Linked DNA regions of Sus scrofa: region 2 is linked to region 1. Evidence: chromatin contacts called from public HiChIP or PLAC-seq data. All regions are on one chromosome and are shown on one strand. Each heading gives the region's core, a stretch centred on a gene start, on an enhancer-like site or on the middle of the called end of the contact. The rest is flanking DNA. Distances are from core to core; before and after follow the strand shown.

What was found. HiChIP or PLAC-seq counts read pairs in DNA pulled down with a chosen protein or histone mark.
Region 2: an H3K27ac HiChIP or PLAC-seq map of skeletal muscle shows a contact between it and region 1, with 2.9 times the contacts expected there. The contact joins the promoter of OXCT1 here to the promoter of CARD6 in region 1. A contact is called at or near these places in 2 of 2 datasets of contacts at active chromatin or transcription factors (alveolar macrophages and skeletal muscle).

The regions. Positions count from the first base shown.
Region 1 is chr16:25,800,751-25,808,162 of Sscrofa11.1, forward strand. CARD6 (caspase recruitment domain-containing protein 6) reads left to right here and starts at 3,101. Exons shown (of 6, transcript XM_021077098.1): 1 at 3,101-3,273. The coding sequence starts at 3,101. It overlaps RPL37 (ribosomal protein L37), which reads right to left and starts at 2,776. Exons shown (of 4, transcript NM_001243603.1): 1 at 2,736-2,776; 2 at 1,956-2,091; 3 at 1,638-1,722; 4 at 133-249. The coding sequence starts at 2,738. The coding sequence ends at 180.
Region 2 is chr16:26,656,056-26,663,467 of Sscrofa11.1, forward strand. OXCT1 (3-oxoacid CoA-transferase 1) reads right to left here and starts at 3,684. Exons shown (of 17, transcript NM_213938.1): 1 at 3,531-3,684. The coding sequence starts at 3,608. LOC106505880 (a long non-coding RNA gene) reads left to right here and starts at 2,740. Exons shown (of 3, transcript XR_001300716.2): 1 at 2,740-3,261.

The sequences.
Region 1 (7,412 bases), core at 1,851-4,350:
AGTTACCTTGTTAGTGTTTCAAAACAGCCATTTGACAAGTAATTCTGATTTGAAGTTGTACATTCATAAACCAATAGTATATAGTAAATCATAAATACCAAAAGCCTATTAAAAATACCTTGGCACACCAGATAATTTTTTAAAACCAGAACATTTATTGCGTGACTTTGCTGAAATCCTTAAGATGAACTGGATGCCGCAACAGCTGCCCTCTTGGGTTTAGGTGTTGTTCCTTCACGGAATCCATGCCTGCATTGTGTTAGAAACAAAAACCATTACTTCAGCAATGTCAGCACATACATCTTAATTTGTATTTAAAAACACCTTTGAGCTTATCTCAGTTAAATGTTGAAATCAATATTAAATTCATATGTTCAGACATTTATTTTTACAACATCACTGATAAGCTGCAATATTTATTTCCTTCTGCTTCAAAATATTCATTTCAGGGAATGAATCAACTGCAATTGAAAAAAAGAGCAACATATTTGGTTCTATTGATCACTGGGACCAGTATTTCCCCACTGCTTAAGATTCCTCAAAAACGGTGAAAAACGGTTCTTAAGCTATGAATCAGAGCCTACTCTGCTTTAGCCAAGGAAAAGCATGTTTACTGGTAGTCATTTTCTTAACTACTTAACTGTGCTTTACATCTTAACTCGTTTAATATTAACACTTAATGGAGTAAAAATACTGTTACTCCCCTTTGGAGTAACAGGTTAAAGTTGGCTTCAATTCAAGCTCTTAACTTTTTATTAACAGCTGCACCCCTGGGTTAGGGGAATGGGAGCTGCAGCTGGCGGCGTAGGTCACAGCCACACAGGACCTACTGAACTAGGTCAGGATCAAACCTGCACCCTCAGACAACAGTGGGTCCTTAACCTGTTGGGCCATAACAGGAACTCCCTCCTAACTCTTACGCTAAACCAGCAAACCACTGAATTCTTAACCAATAATGCTGTATAATCGTCTTAAGAAGAAACAAAGGTCACCTTGGCACAAACACATATAAGGGTGTTGTGTTTACAAAGCCCCCAACTATCTTGTGATCTTTTAAAATCTGAAAATCTGAAATTAAATGGGAGGTCAGATACTTTGCTAAATATCCTATAGTGTAGAGGATGCCCCCCTTCCCAACAAAGAAAGCACCTCAATTGAGACCTTATACAGATTAACCCCTCAAAAACTACCACTAAAATGCAACTTCTCTATAAGGGTTAGGTTGGAACTGAAATTAAAACACTAAGGCTTGTCTTAAATTAAGACTGTAAAATTTCTTTCTATACACATCCAACAGCAACTATGACACTTTTCTGCAGCAGACTTGCCTAAAGCAGTAAAACGAAAGTTCTCATTTATACACTATTTTCTTGACAAGTTTTGGTAAGGTATGTATGTCGCTATGTAAGCAAACTAATTAACATCATCACACTTTCAGGAACCTAGCTCCAACTATGCTCTAGACATTTGCAGCTCATACATTTACTGAAAGATTAATAAACAGAATCTAGACAACTGATTAAAAGTTATGGTGGCAGAAGAAAAAGCACCTTGCAACACCTCATCCCTATTGACCAGGGTAGTTGAGGGTTGTTATTCAATCACACGGAACTAATGATAAAACATGGAAACTGTACCTGAATCTGCGATATACAATTTTTAGGTGCCTCATTCGACCAGTCCCGGTGGTGTTTCGTCTTTTAGCTTTCGCACTCCAGTTATCTAAAACAAAAACTCATGTTAAAGTTCTAAATGGGTTTTCTCACCATCTTGTAAGCAGTCAATATACTTAAGAATGCCTACCTTGAGTTTTAAACCCATCTGTATACAAATGCAGTTTCCCCAGCTACCAAATAATGTTCCAAGTTATGCCCCGTTTAGGTACAGAACAAGCAAGAGACTATCCTCAACCTCAAAATACATTTTAAGTCTACTAAACTAAAGCATTAACTTACACTTCCTCTTTCGCTTGGCAGGGTAGCCACACTTGCCACAGGTCGACTTCTGGAGATGGTAGGCCTTAGAGCCACAGCGGCGGCACAACGTGTGCGTCTTATTCCGACGCTTTCCAAACGATGACGTTCCCTTCGTCTGCAAATCAAGGGAATAAACGATTCTGAAATCTAGTAATTTCTATACACGGTCTCATGTTTTCAAGTAAAAAAACTACTAAGATTATCTATCTTAGTAGTTGTGATAAGACTATCACAACGGCTGAAACGGAGGGAGCTTCAATTTTCTTAAATGGTATTATCAGAGGTCATTACCTGAGTTCCACATCACCTAAAATCACCCTGCCGTAATTTGCTGTTTTGAAATCTGTTACATTAAAACGGGGGAGGAATAAAGCGAAAGACTAAATGCGGTTTTCCTACCCACCCCTACTCTAGAATCTAAGAGCTCCCGCCTGGGACCACCGCCAAAGATTCTTTTGCTAACAGCTAAACACTCTAAAACTATGCCTCTTCCCTCAGGTCACACTCGAATCGCTGAACTGTGCGGGCTCCCCAAAGGTGAGACAAGAGGCCTTAGAGAAGCTCCAACTCCACGGCTGCAGACTCGGCACCCCCTGACTTCGGAGCCATTCTTCTGACACTCGAGAGCCCCCGCATGCCCCTTTCCGGTCCACTGGTCCCGGTTTTGGGAAACCTTGCCTGCCCCTCCACGGATAGCAGGCAACGGAGTTAGACGGGCAGGATGGAAGCCGATTCCGAGAGCCCTTACATACAACTCACCATCTCGCCTCCGCCACCGTGACCAAAGAGGCCGGAAGAGAAAGCACTTCCGCTATATTTCTCTCAGAAGCTTCCGCCCAGGAGAGTACTTCCGGAAGGACGCGGTGCACCATTTTCAAGCTTCCGTTGCCTCAGTGTGGGTGGGGTCGAGAGGAGGATCCGGAGCCAGGCAAGGCCAATAGAAAGCTAAGCGGGGCGGGGCTTTCAACTTTTTGGGGCTCTGGGGCACGCATCTTCGTGGGACCCGTCTTGTTCTTCAGCTGTGGTTAGGCTGGAACTTCTCTTCCTCCCCTGCAGTTGTTTCCCTCCGGCCTTCGCGTGTTCTTAGAGCTGTGGCTACATCGCGTTTTCCGGCCTCCGGGCGGATGGAGAACCTGCGGAGGGAGCTTGCTCCGCCCCGCGGTTCGCGCGCGGACAGAGTGTTCCCGGCTCCTATGTGGGCGTCTGATGAGACAGAGGACCTGATCTGGGAGAAACCAGCTTCTCTAGGGTTGCTCGTCACTCCGACCCGAAGCTTTTGGCTGATTCCTACTGAGAAGTCGCTAGGGGCACGGAGCTGAGCTCAGAATCTAAAGAGAAAGGCAAATGTTTTTTTCTAGTTGTAATTTAGAGGCGCATGGTTTGGTGGCAGATCTCGTTATGCCAGGGAAATCACACGTGAAACTTGTTGAATATAGTTTCCTAAATGCTAACGTGAGGAAATCTGGTTTAGCAGCTTTGGGTAGGACCTGGACATCTGTGCTTATGGCTCAGCGGATTAAGACTTGACTAGTATCCGTGAGGATACGGGTTAAATCCCTGGCCTTGCTAAGTGGGTTAAGGATCCAGCGTTCCTGAGACCTGTGGTGTAGGTCGCAGATGGAGCTGGGATCTAGCTTGCAGTCATAGTGCCCATTCGATCCCTAATCTGGGAACTTCCATGTGCCCCAGGTGCGGACCTACAAAACCAAACAAAACCAAAAGCAAAAAACCCCAACACTTTATCGTGTTAATGTTGGTGGTTCCCAGACTTCTTTGATAAACGCTAATCCAGTTGTAATCTTCTGGTCTAGGAAAGCCCTCACTCTCACAAAACAATAAAATAGCCAAACATTTAAGAGTTAATAGGAGTTGGGGGAGTTCCCGTCGTGGCGCAGTGGTTAACGAATCCGACTAGGAACCATGAGGTTGCGGGTTCGGTCCCTGCCCTTGCTCAGTGGGTTAACGATCCGGCGTTGCCGTGAGCTGTGGTGTAGGTTGCAGACGCGGCTCGGATCCCGCGTTGCTGTGGCTCTGGTGTAGGCCGGCGGCTACAGCTCTGATTGGACCCCTAGCCTGGGAACCTCCATATGCCGCGGGAGCGGCCCAAAGAAATAGCAAAAAGACAAAAAAAAAAAAAAAAAAAAAAAAAAAAAAAAGTTAATAGGAGTTCCCGTCGTGGCGCAGTGGTTAACGAATCCGACTAGGAACCATGTGGTTGCGGGTTCGATCCCTGGCCTCACTCAGTGGGTTAAGGATCCGGCGTTGCCATAAGCTGTGGTGCATGCTGCAGACACAGCTCGTATCCTGCGTTGCTGTGGCTCTGGCCTAGGCCGGTGGCTACAGCTCCGATTGGACCCCTAGCCTGGGAACCTCCATATGCCACGGGAGCAGCTCAAGAAATGGCAAAAAGAGAAAAAAGAAAAAAAAAAAAAGTTAATAGGAAAAAAAAAGATCCTAAATGTGAGTGCTTTTTAAAGGAAACAACTCATGACCTATCACTTGTGAAATCTTAGCATAAGTAATTGACTACATGCTAACAGAATAAGATGAAGTGCAGGAATTTAAAGTTTTATTTTGACAGGTTAACAGTTGATTAGTGCCTAATAAATACTAGGCTCTTCTAGAAACCGGGAATAGAAACATTAACAGGACAAGGTCCCTATCCTCAAGGAAGTGGTAAATGGCGAGTGGGTGGTTCAGGGGAAGTGCAGCCAGAAGAGAGACAGCCACCGTGTTAGTGCCTGGCCCAAACTGCAAATCAGGGGAGACTTTGGATCAGGTGCTGTGTTCGCTCCCCATTGCCATTCTAACACTTTAGCACAAATCCAAAGGCTTGATAAGATAAATTTAATCAACTAGTATAAAGTTTAAGTTAGACAACATGAATACATTCTGGAGAGCTGCATTACAATATTGTGCCTGTAGTTAACAATACTGTGTGGGCTTATGGACAACAGTCAGCTGGTCTTTAACCTGTAGCCAATGAAGTAATTTTCTTTCTTTGCTTCAACACTTTGCAGTCTTTCCCCTGGGTCATAGAGGTGGAATGCTGCTAACCACTTCCAGTTTGGTTGCTGCCCATTTTGGATTGATTTTGTTTTGTTTTGGTTTGTTTTGTTGTTGTTTTTTTAGGGCCACCAGTGTGGCATATGGAAGTTCCCAGGCTAGTGGTCAAATTGGAGCTATAGCTGCTGCCCTGCGCCACAACCATGGGAATACATGATCTGAGCCTATCTGCGCCAGATCCTTAACCCACTGAGTGAGGCCAGGGATCAAACCCGCATCCTCATGGATCCTAGTCGGGTTTGTTACTGCTGAGCCACTATGGGACCTTCTTTGATTGATTTTTGAATCTGCCTCAGTTCTTATATTTCATAGCCCCTGGTGACTACTTTGACCCCACCCAGACAATTTTCTCTTCTCAGGGTCAGTTGAGATGAGACACCCTTAATTGTCCTTTGCCTTGCGACCTAACATATTCACAGGTTGTGGAGATGAGGACATAGCATCTTTGGGCACAGTTACTATTCTGCCTAGTATAGGTGTCATGATACATGAGATCAGGGTAGACATGTTGAGCCCAAGTTCAAGTGCTTGAGGCAAAATAAGGCCAAACTGGAACATGAGTTTGGAGCAGAAGAAGGTTAATTGCAAGGACTAACCAAGGAGGATGGAGTGACTAATGCTCAAAAGACTTGAGCTCTTCAATGGTTTTGGAGTAAGAGTTTTTAAAGGCAGAATCTAGGTTGAGAGCTGCAGGGTGTGTGATTTTCTCATTGGTTGGTGGTGAGAGAAGAGGGTGGTATTCCAGGAGCCTTCTGCTCAGCCATCTTCCACCTGGTGGGGGCCTCTGTTCCTATAGCAGAACTCAGGCCTTCATCAGGTTATGTATATACATTGGGAAGGAACTAGGACTCTGCTTTATCTCTGCACTATTCTTTCTTCACAGCCTTTCTTTTGTTTCTGCATTCCTCCCTTCCCTAATTAGTAACTGTTTGACTCTACAGTTTAGAACTCAGGGGGGTCAGGAGGCTGAAGCTTTTTTCCTTTGAAGAAAGAAAGGAACATGGAAAGGCTTTTGTGCCCAGGAGGGCCCCACAGGATCCTGCTCAGTTTTAGAAAGGGTAGGATAGGTAACAACCACTGAGAAGTCAAATAGTTTGATAGGCAGTATATGAGAGTCTCTTTTACCTCAGACATTTCCCAAATTGTAAACGTCAGAGTGAAATATTTTTCCCCCGTTGCTTTTTTTGGTGTGCTTGAACTTATACCATTCTGGTCCTGGTTAGGTGGGCCCTTGGGTCTCCAGAGATGAAGCCAGTTTAGAATCTCCAGGTTTCTATCCAAATGCCAGGTTTAGGTCAGGAGTAGATTGACTTCTGAAACAGATGATTTCTGCTGTTACCTACACATTCGTCTCATGGCATTTTGCCTTTTGGCAGAGTGATAGAGACTTCATAAATCCTGCATCCATGGTTCTAGTACAATTCAAGTATTGCTGAACAGAACTTGCAGTAGATGTCTTTTTTTTTTCCCCCTACAATAGGTGAAATTACTGCCGACTTCTCTTAAAAACGTAACTTAAATTCCTAGCTGCGAACAAAATTTTTTCTCCTGTTTCTTTGGATTTGGTTTGAGGGATGTATTTTCAAATTGCCATCTCCTGGCCACCCCTCCTCCAGCTCACTTCCAGTTTCATTCAAAGCCTGTGCTATGCAGATTTCATGTTACCAAAGAACTACATTTAAACTTCCTTCCCTAAGTTTAATTTTTACTGCAAAATATCCAACTTCAAACAAAACAAAACAATGTTTTTCTTCCCATCAGCTTTGAGATCTCCTGGAGTGGGTTGTTGTGGTAAAAGAAGGTATTTAACAGGGCGCAGTAGGTAGGAGGTGGGGTTTGAGAAGCTGGTTATTGGAATACCTTAACAAAGAAGTTGAATAAAAAAAAGAGTGTTGCCAAAACATGGCCTCTGTCCACCAGTGCAGAATAGAAACATGGAGATAGTTTTGGATAAAGGAGAAAAATAGCTCTGTTGCTTTGCCAGGCAAAGGAGGCTACAACAGGCTAATGCCCTAAAGACTGTGCTGTCCTTTGGAAATGTAGAGGAGGTAGTTTTATAGTTTTAGAGCGGAAAATAGGGCCACAGATGAAGGTCAGGGTAGATGCAAGCTTTCATTCTTCAAAGCTGGTGTTTAGTGGCCCTGGGACTAGTTCTGGTAGTCCTTCTTTCTGGAATGAAAAATAGTTCACCAAATAGTTAATGTCTTTCATTTGTTGAGTGTTTTATTATTATTATTATTTTCTTTTAGGGCTGCCCCTGCTGCATATGGAATTTCCAGGGCTATGGGTCAAATCAGGGCTGTAGCTGCCGGCCTACACCATAGCCACAGCAATGCCAGATCCAAGCCGAGTCTGAAACCTATGCCGAAG
Region 2 (7,412 bases), core at 2,434-4,933, 860 kb after region 1:
GCAATGCCAGATCCCCAACCCACTGAGAGAGGCCAGGGATCGAACCCACATCCTCATGGATACTAGTCGGATTTGTTTCCACTGTGCCACAATGGGAACTCCCAAGATTTCTAGCTTACTCTATAAATAGATACTGGTGCTGCTTACCATAATGAAAGGAAAATGGGGTGGGGAGCCACTTTATGGCAGGTTAATTTTTGGTCAGAAAGAGCTTTAAGTATTAAGTGACATGCACCAGGAAATTGTACTAGAAGTACTGCAGGTCAGGACAGTCGGGTTGGAGATAGATCTGGAAAAAGATAGTTTCAAGGAAGAGAGGTAAGTAAAATGTCAATGGTAGTTTTATGATTTTTTTTCCAATAATAATTTCCACAGTAAATGGAAAATAGTGTTAAGTGCACCTTCAAATAGTAACAGATGAAGGAAGAAAACTTCAGATAGTCTATTTTAATCTAAGTCATTGCCAGTGGCTGTAATTTTTTTTTTCCTTCTGCCTCTCTGTGGCATATGGAGGTTCCCAGGGGCCTCATTTTTGATCTAAGTTGCAGCGGGGGCAACACCGGATCCTTTACGCACTGCTAGGCCTGGTATATAACCCAGGTCCCAGCAGTGGCCTAGCGGCTGAAGAGATGACTGGAACACTCCTGCGGTGTAGAAGGACTCCAGACTAGCATTTTTAACATCTCCTGGGAAGTTATCAATGTAAAGTAGAAGGCTCCAGGCAGGACCTACTAAATCAGATACTCTGGAGGTGAACACAGAAATGGTAATGCCGCCAAGGAATTCTGATGCAACACTAGTTTGACAGATACGTTTGTCATTTAAAAAAGGAAAAAAAAAAGGAAAGAAAAACCTATCTCATTTTACCTGTTAGTTATATTTAACATTCTCAAGCTTACTATGTAAATTTGCCCACAGGCTTCTCTCATCCACATATGAAATGTGTCTATTCTATGCAGGGTAGAGTGTAATATTGAAAGAGAAAATAAGGCATTCAATACAGTCTCTGCAAATTTCATCTGGTTATGAATGTATATCACATTCAAAAAGTTAAACAAGTACACAGTGTTAACAGTTAAGGAAAGTTAAGAGCTGAGGATTTAAGGGTTTACGTTGTAGTAAGAGCCCTAAGTGCAAAGTGCTGGAGGCACACTGAGAAGCTGGAGTTGTGGAGAACAGTCTGGAGATACCTTAGAAATCTATACATAGAACTTCCATATGACCCCGCAATCCCACTCTTGGGCATCTATCCGGACAAAACTTTACTTAAAAGAGACACATGCACGCGCATGTTCACTGCAGCACTATTCACAATAGCCAGGACATAGAAACAACCCAAATGTCCATGACAGATGATTGGATTTGGAAGATGTGGTATATATACACAATGGAATGCTACTCAGCCATAAAAAGGAACAACATAATGTCATTTGCAGCAACATGGATGGAACTAGAGAATCTCATCCTGAGTGAAATGAGCCAGAAAGACAAAGACAAATACCATATGATATCACTTATAACTGGAATCTAATATCCAGCACAAATGAACATCTCAGAAAAGAAAATCACGGACTTGGAGAAGAGACTTGTGGCTGCCTGATGGGAGGGGGAGGGAGTGGGAGGGATCGGGAGCTTGGGCTTATCAGACACAACTTAGAATAGATTTACAAGGAGATCCTGCTGAATAGCATTGAGAACTTTGTCTAGATACTCATGTTGCAACAGAAGAAAGGGTGGGGGAAAAACTGTAATTGTAATGTATACATGTAAGGATAACCTGACCCCCTTGCTGTACAGTGGGAAAATAAAAAAAAATTATTAAAAAAAAAAAAAAGAAGCTGGAGTTGAACCTTATATCAAACTTGAAAGGGGAGATGAGACAACAGAAACACCCATAGTCTGCAGCTTAGTGTCTGAGAAGAAATTTGTTGGCCTGAGGAATAGTTTAGTAATCTACCTCAGGTGCAAAAATGAGTACATTATATTTAGGCAAATAAGGAACTGCCAAAAGAAGGAATGTTAATGACCTTGGTCCAAAGATATCTCTGTGTCCAGGTTTGCATTAGTTTCAGCACCCACAGCAATCTGCCTTCAGGTCAGAGTTCGCTTTTAACAATGCTTTTTATTTCCTAAACTGTCTGTGATCATCGATATGTTTCCTAAAAGGCATTTAGGAGTAAACTGTTTCAGTTCTAAATCATCCCTTAGCACTTACCTACCAGGCTTAATGGCTCCGCTTTGAGTTCACTGTTCTCAGAGTGGATGTGGGGAAATCAGAAGAGCAGTGGAGCAAGGCAGAAGTTCCCCTGAGTAGGCAAGTGTGGGCAAGTCACGCTTTCAAGCTCAGAACTATCATACAAAACTCATCCAAATAGAGGGTCCCCGTCTGGAGCAGTGGTTAACGAATCCGACTAGGAACCATGAGGTTGCAGGTTCGATCCCTGGCCTTGCTCAGTGGGTTAAGGATCTGGCGTTGCCGTGAGAGCTGTGGTGTAGGTCGCAGGCGCGGCTCGGATCGTAGCAGATTAAACCCCTAGCCTGGGAACCTCCCAAATGCCACGGCAGCGGCCCCAACAACAACAACAAAAAACACCTCATCCAAATAAAAACATTTCCCTTTCAAAAGAAGAGGCTCGCAAGGTGACAGCTGTAGCCAGAGCTCTAATCCAGTTCTCGCCTCCAAGGGCTCCGGTCAGGAACCGCACCCGGACTTGGGCTTAAAGCAGGAACAGACTATGAGCCAAAGAAGAAACAAAAACACGTCAGGCAACCACCTCCGCCTCGGAATACCACTTGTGAAGACTTTGCAATGAAGACGGGGGGGAAAAAAAGGGGTTTCATAAAGGCTTTGAAAACATAAATCCTATAACGCGGATCCCACGTAAGGGCCTTGGGAGAAGGGGTGCCCGCGCCCGAAGCCCGAGCTCAAGCCACCGCCAGACTCGTGGGCGCGGCGGGGTAGAACTCGCGGCGAGTCCGGGTTCCCCTTACAACCTCCGAGGAGCGGCGCTGCCATGCAGGGGAGATGGTGGGCGCGGCGTTCCACCCACTTGGCGGTGTACTCGGGTAGACTGCTGGTTAACCTGACCCTGGGTTCCGGGCCTCTAGAGGCGCCCTTGGACGGAGATCCCCCATTCCCTGCGGCCTCACCCCTCCCCCTCCCTAACCCGGGAGCCCTCCTAGCCGGTACAGGCTTCCCAAGCCCCTTCCCAAGCCCCTTCCCAAGCGCGTGCCCGGGAGGAGGCCAGCAAACCCTGAAAGGTACTGCGGCGCTGCCAGGCGTCCCCCTGTCCCTGCACAGCCTTTTCCGCGCGCTTCTTTGCCTCTTCTCGTTCCTTCGAGGAAGCTGGTGCAGAACCAAGCTGACAAGGCAGGCGGAGGAGCAGCGAGGCAAGGAAGGCGTAGGGCGCTGGGGATACAAGCTCCTAGGCTGGAGAAGGTGGGTGCCGGCAGAGGAGAAAACGCCGGCACCCCTCGGGTTTCGTCCGCGTTCTTCCGGCGCGTGGCCTTGCTCTGCACCCGCACTTTACCTGGGACCAGGCGCCCCCGGAGCGGTAGGCGGAGGCGCAGAGGCGCAGGCGGGAGGAGAGGAGTGTGAGAGCCGCCATGGTCGGGAGGGCGGCGGGCGCAGGCCGGGGTGGGAGCGCCTCTCAGTGTGTCAACTGCTCCGCCGGGGCCGCGTCGCGGGACGGGAGGAGAGAGGAAGGCACGCGAGGGGCGGGCTGGAGGCTCGACTGCGCTCTGATGACGTCCCCAGCAACCGCTCCCAGGCTTATCTAGAAGCGAGGCTGGGAGGCGCCCGCGGCCGGAGCGGGTAGTAGCGAAGGCCCCCAGCACTGCGCTGGCCTATCCTTCACGGGGTCGGGGGTGTTCCAGGCAGCCGCGCTGCGCGCATTTGCTGCTGCAGCCCCTCGGCTTTAAGTAGGTGTGTGTCTTTGCCAAGGTCAAGGATAGGTCCTGGCCTAGCAGTCCAACAGCACAGCGGGGTCTCTCACCAGCTTGTTGCTTTTTTTACGTCAGAGACTGGAACCTGCGTGCAGTACAAAAGTGAACCCTCCCGGGAGGCACACCGCCCCTCACTCCCCCGCCTCGTCAGCGTTGCCGTGTCTTCCATTTCTCAGCCCCCTTTCTCCGAAACTGTCCCTGGCTTGTGTAAAGTAAGTTTGCTCTGCGCACTTGCCGCGAGCTATCCGCCATGAAGTGTGACCAGATAGACCTGGTCAAGATTGTCCCTGGGCAAGAAGGTAAAATTAGGACTGGGCCTCTGAGACCCGATCTTAGCACACCTTCTCCAACCCCTTCAGCCAAGGCTGCATTTTTTAGAATCTTTCTGGCACTGGAGTCCCCCAAACCGAGATTACTCAGCAGGGGCAAATATACAGCTATGTATCCCTTTGACTCCTTAGGCAAGTTTCATAACTTTTCTAAGCCTAAGTGTCCTTATCTGCAAATTAAAATTGCTTATAATACTCAATACTGTCTTAAAGATTACACGAGGTAATTCATGCAAAGTTTCTGGCCCCATTATAAACAAGCAATAAATCTTGGGCATTACAAAAATTTATTCAAGCTGCAGTAGTGCATGACATGGCATATAGTCTCTAAAAGCCATACCTTTAACCAGCTCCTTGATGTGAGTCAAGTCTGATTTCTTGTGAACCATCTATGCACTTAGCAGCTGAGAGGAAGGACCAAGTGGAAAGTCAGCAAATGTTTGATTAAGGGCAGACCATGGCCTGGGAATGTGGCTGTGTTGAACCAAAGCAAAGCAAACAAGAAAATTAAATGAGCTCTTAGCTTTCTTAGTACACTGAAGCAAGGGACAATCACAGTACAGTTAAAAGTCTATCGGTAAAAACACTTGCCCTTCCATGGTATTCTTTTAACTCCAAATTCTTTTTTCCTATGAATACTATAATTTTTTTTTTTTTTTTTTTTTTTGTCCTTTTAGGGCCTGCACCCTCGGCATGTGGAGCTTCCCAGGCTAGGGGTCTAATCGGAGCTGTAGCTGCCCAACTACACCACAGCTCACAGCAACACCAGATCCTTAACTCACTGAGCGAGGCCAGGGATCAAACCCACAACCTCATGGTACTTAGCCAGTTCGTTTCTGCTGTGCCACAACGAGAACTCCTGAATACTATAATTTTAATTAAAGTCATTGAGGGAATAAAATACCAGGTTAGCCTGTCAAATTACTCAGGGAGAAATTCACTTCTTGATGCTCTATAATTTCAACACATTTTGAGATGTTGGCTAGAGGGGAATTTCAGGTATTAGAACTAAAGTCCCATTGCTAGTCCTAAAATAGCATTTAACAGCCACTGTATGGGTCTGACTGTGAAAAAGCTAACTTTCACAATTGGCTCTGCTTTTCCACTTTTGCCCTTCTAGAGGACACATGAAATGAAAAACAGCATTGGCAACTTGGTCCAAGAGTGGTCATATGACTCACTCTTGACTGGTCTCACTCTGTTCCTCCTGGCTGAGGAAAAAACACATTTTAAGTCTTATGCTAAATTCTAAATCTTATGAAAAAAATCAGCCTCATTACTCCATGATTGAAACACACTGTTCTAATTTTTGGTGACTTTACGACTCCATTTTGTACTTTTAAAATAATATATGAATATCTTCAAGAAAGTTCCTGGGTCTGATGATCGTTGTACAACTATAAATGTAATAAAATTCATTGAGTAATTTAAAAAAAGTAAGTTCCTGGGCCAGGGATTGAGCTCATGCCACATCAGCGACCCATGCTGCTGCAGTGCCATACTCTTTTTTTTTTTTTTTTTTTTTTTTTTATCTTTCTCTCATTTTTAGGGCTGTATCTGTGGCATATGTAGGTTCCCAGGCTAGGGGTCCAATCGGAGTTGTAGCCACCAGCCTACACCACAGCCACAGCAACTCGGGATCTGAGCCGAGTCTCTGATCTACACCACAGCTCACGGCAACACCAGGTCCTTACTTAACCCACTGAGCAAGGCCAGGGATTGAACTGCGTCCTCATGGATGCCAGCCAGGTTCATTAACTGCTGAGCCACGACGGGAACTCCCAATGCCATACTCTTAACCCACTGCACCACAAGGGAACTCTGGAGGGATTTTTATTTAAATTCCCCCCAAATATGATGTATTAGCATCATCTCTCATTACTGAAAGGATATTCTGCCATCACAGTTGGAAGATTTCTCCAGGTTGATAATCAGGGGCATTTGAAGACTTGTTTTCAAATGTTTTTTGATTGGTTTAACTAGTTATAAGGGTTCTTAACTAGGTCATTTTAGTCTTAAAAAAAGTCATTGTGGCTCAGTGGGTTAAAAACCAAACTAGTATCCGTGAGGATGTGGGTTCGATCCCTGGCCTGGCTTAGTGGATTAGAGGATCCAGCATTGCCATGAGCTGTGGTGTAAGTTATAAACATGTCTGGAATCTGGCATTTGCTATGGCTGTGGCATAGGCCGGCAGCTTCAACTCCCATTCAACCCCTAGCCCAGGAACTTCCCTGTGCCAAAGGCGTGGCCCTAAAATAAATAAATAAATAAATAAAAATACATGCTTCATTTTATATAGTGATCCTCTAATATGTGAAAAACAATTCCCTTCATACAAGTATTTTTCCTCTAGTAAATTTGAAACACATAAATTTGAAATTTTACATTACTTTATAAATTTAAGTAGTTTTACAATACAAATCATCATTCCCTAATTTGCCTTTTTTGTAAGCTTGTTACTTTCATAAATTCTTTGAAATAGTGCTTTTTAAATGTGTACCAATATTTTTTCAATGGATTAAAAAAATGAATTAAGTTTTACTTAAAAATGTAGTTTTTTCCTCAGGAAAAAATGGTAAAATAAGCACATGAGTTGGTTGGAGAAAGCACAATTCCTGGAATGACAAATGAAAATTATGTTAAATTGCTAAGGAAACTTAAAAAAGCAAAACACACCAGTTACCATGTACACATGTAATTCTGATCATGTTACTTCTGCTTAAAACCTCTCAGTGGTTTTTCCTGTTGCCTCTAAGATCCAAAGTCCGTGCTTCTTAACTTGACATAGAAGGGGATCATCTCTTTTGGTTTTTCTCTCCCCTTTACATCATCTTTATATTCTAAGCCATATTTGCCTCTTGATTTTCTCAGGATGAATCCACACAACCTCAAAATCAAATGTTGATAGCAAAATAGTAAAGAACATGAACTCAATAGCTAAGCCACCTGGGTTGAAATCTCATTTCTCCTATTCCCTAGCTATGTAGCCTCTAGTGAGTAGTGCAACAGTTAAGGAGCTGCAGAACTGCAAGATGTTTAAAAAAAGAAGGGATCGTGGCTCAGCAGAAATGAATCTGACCAGCATCCATGAGGATGCAGGTTCGAACCCTGGCCTTGCTCAGTGAGTTAAGGATCTGG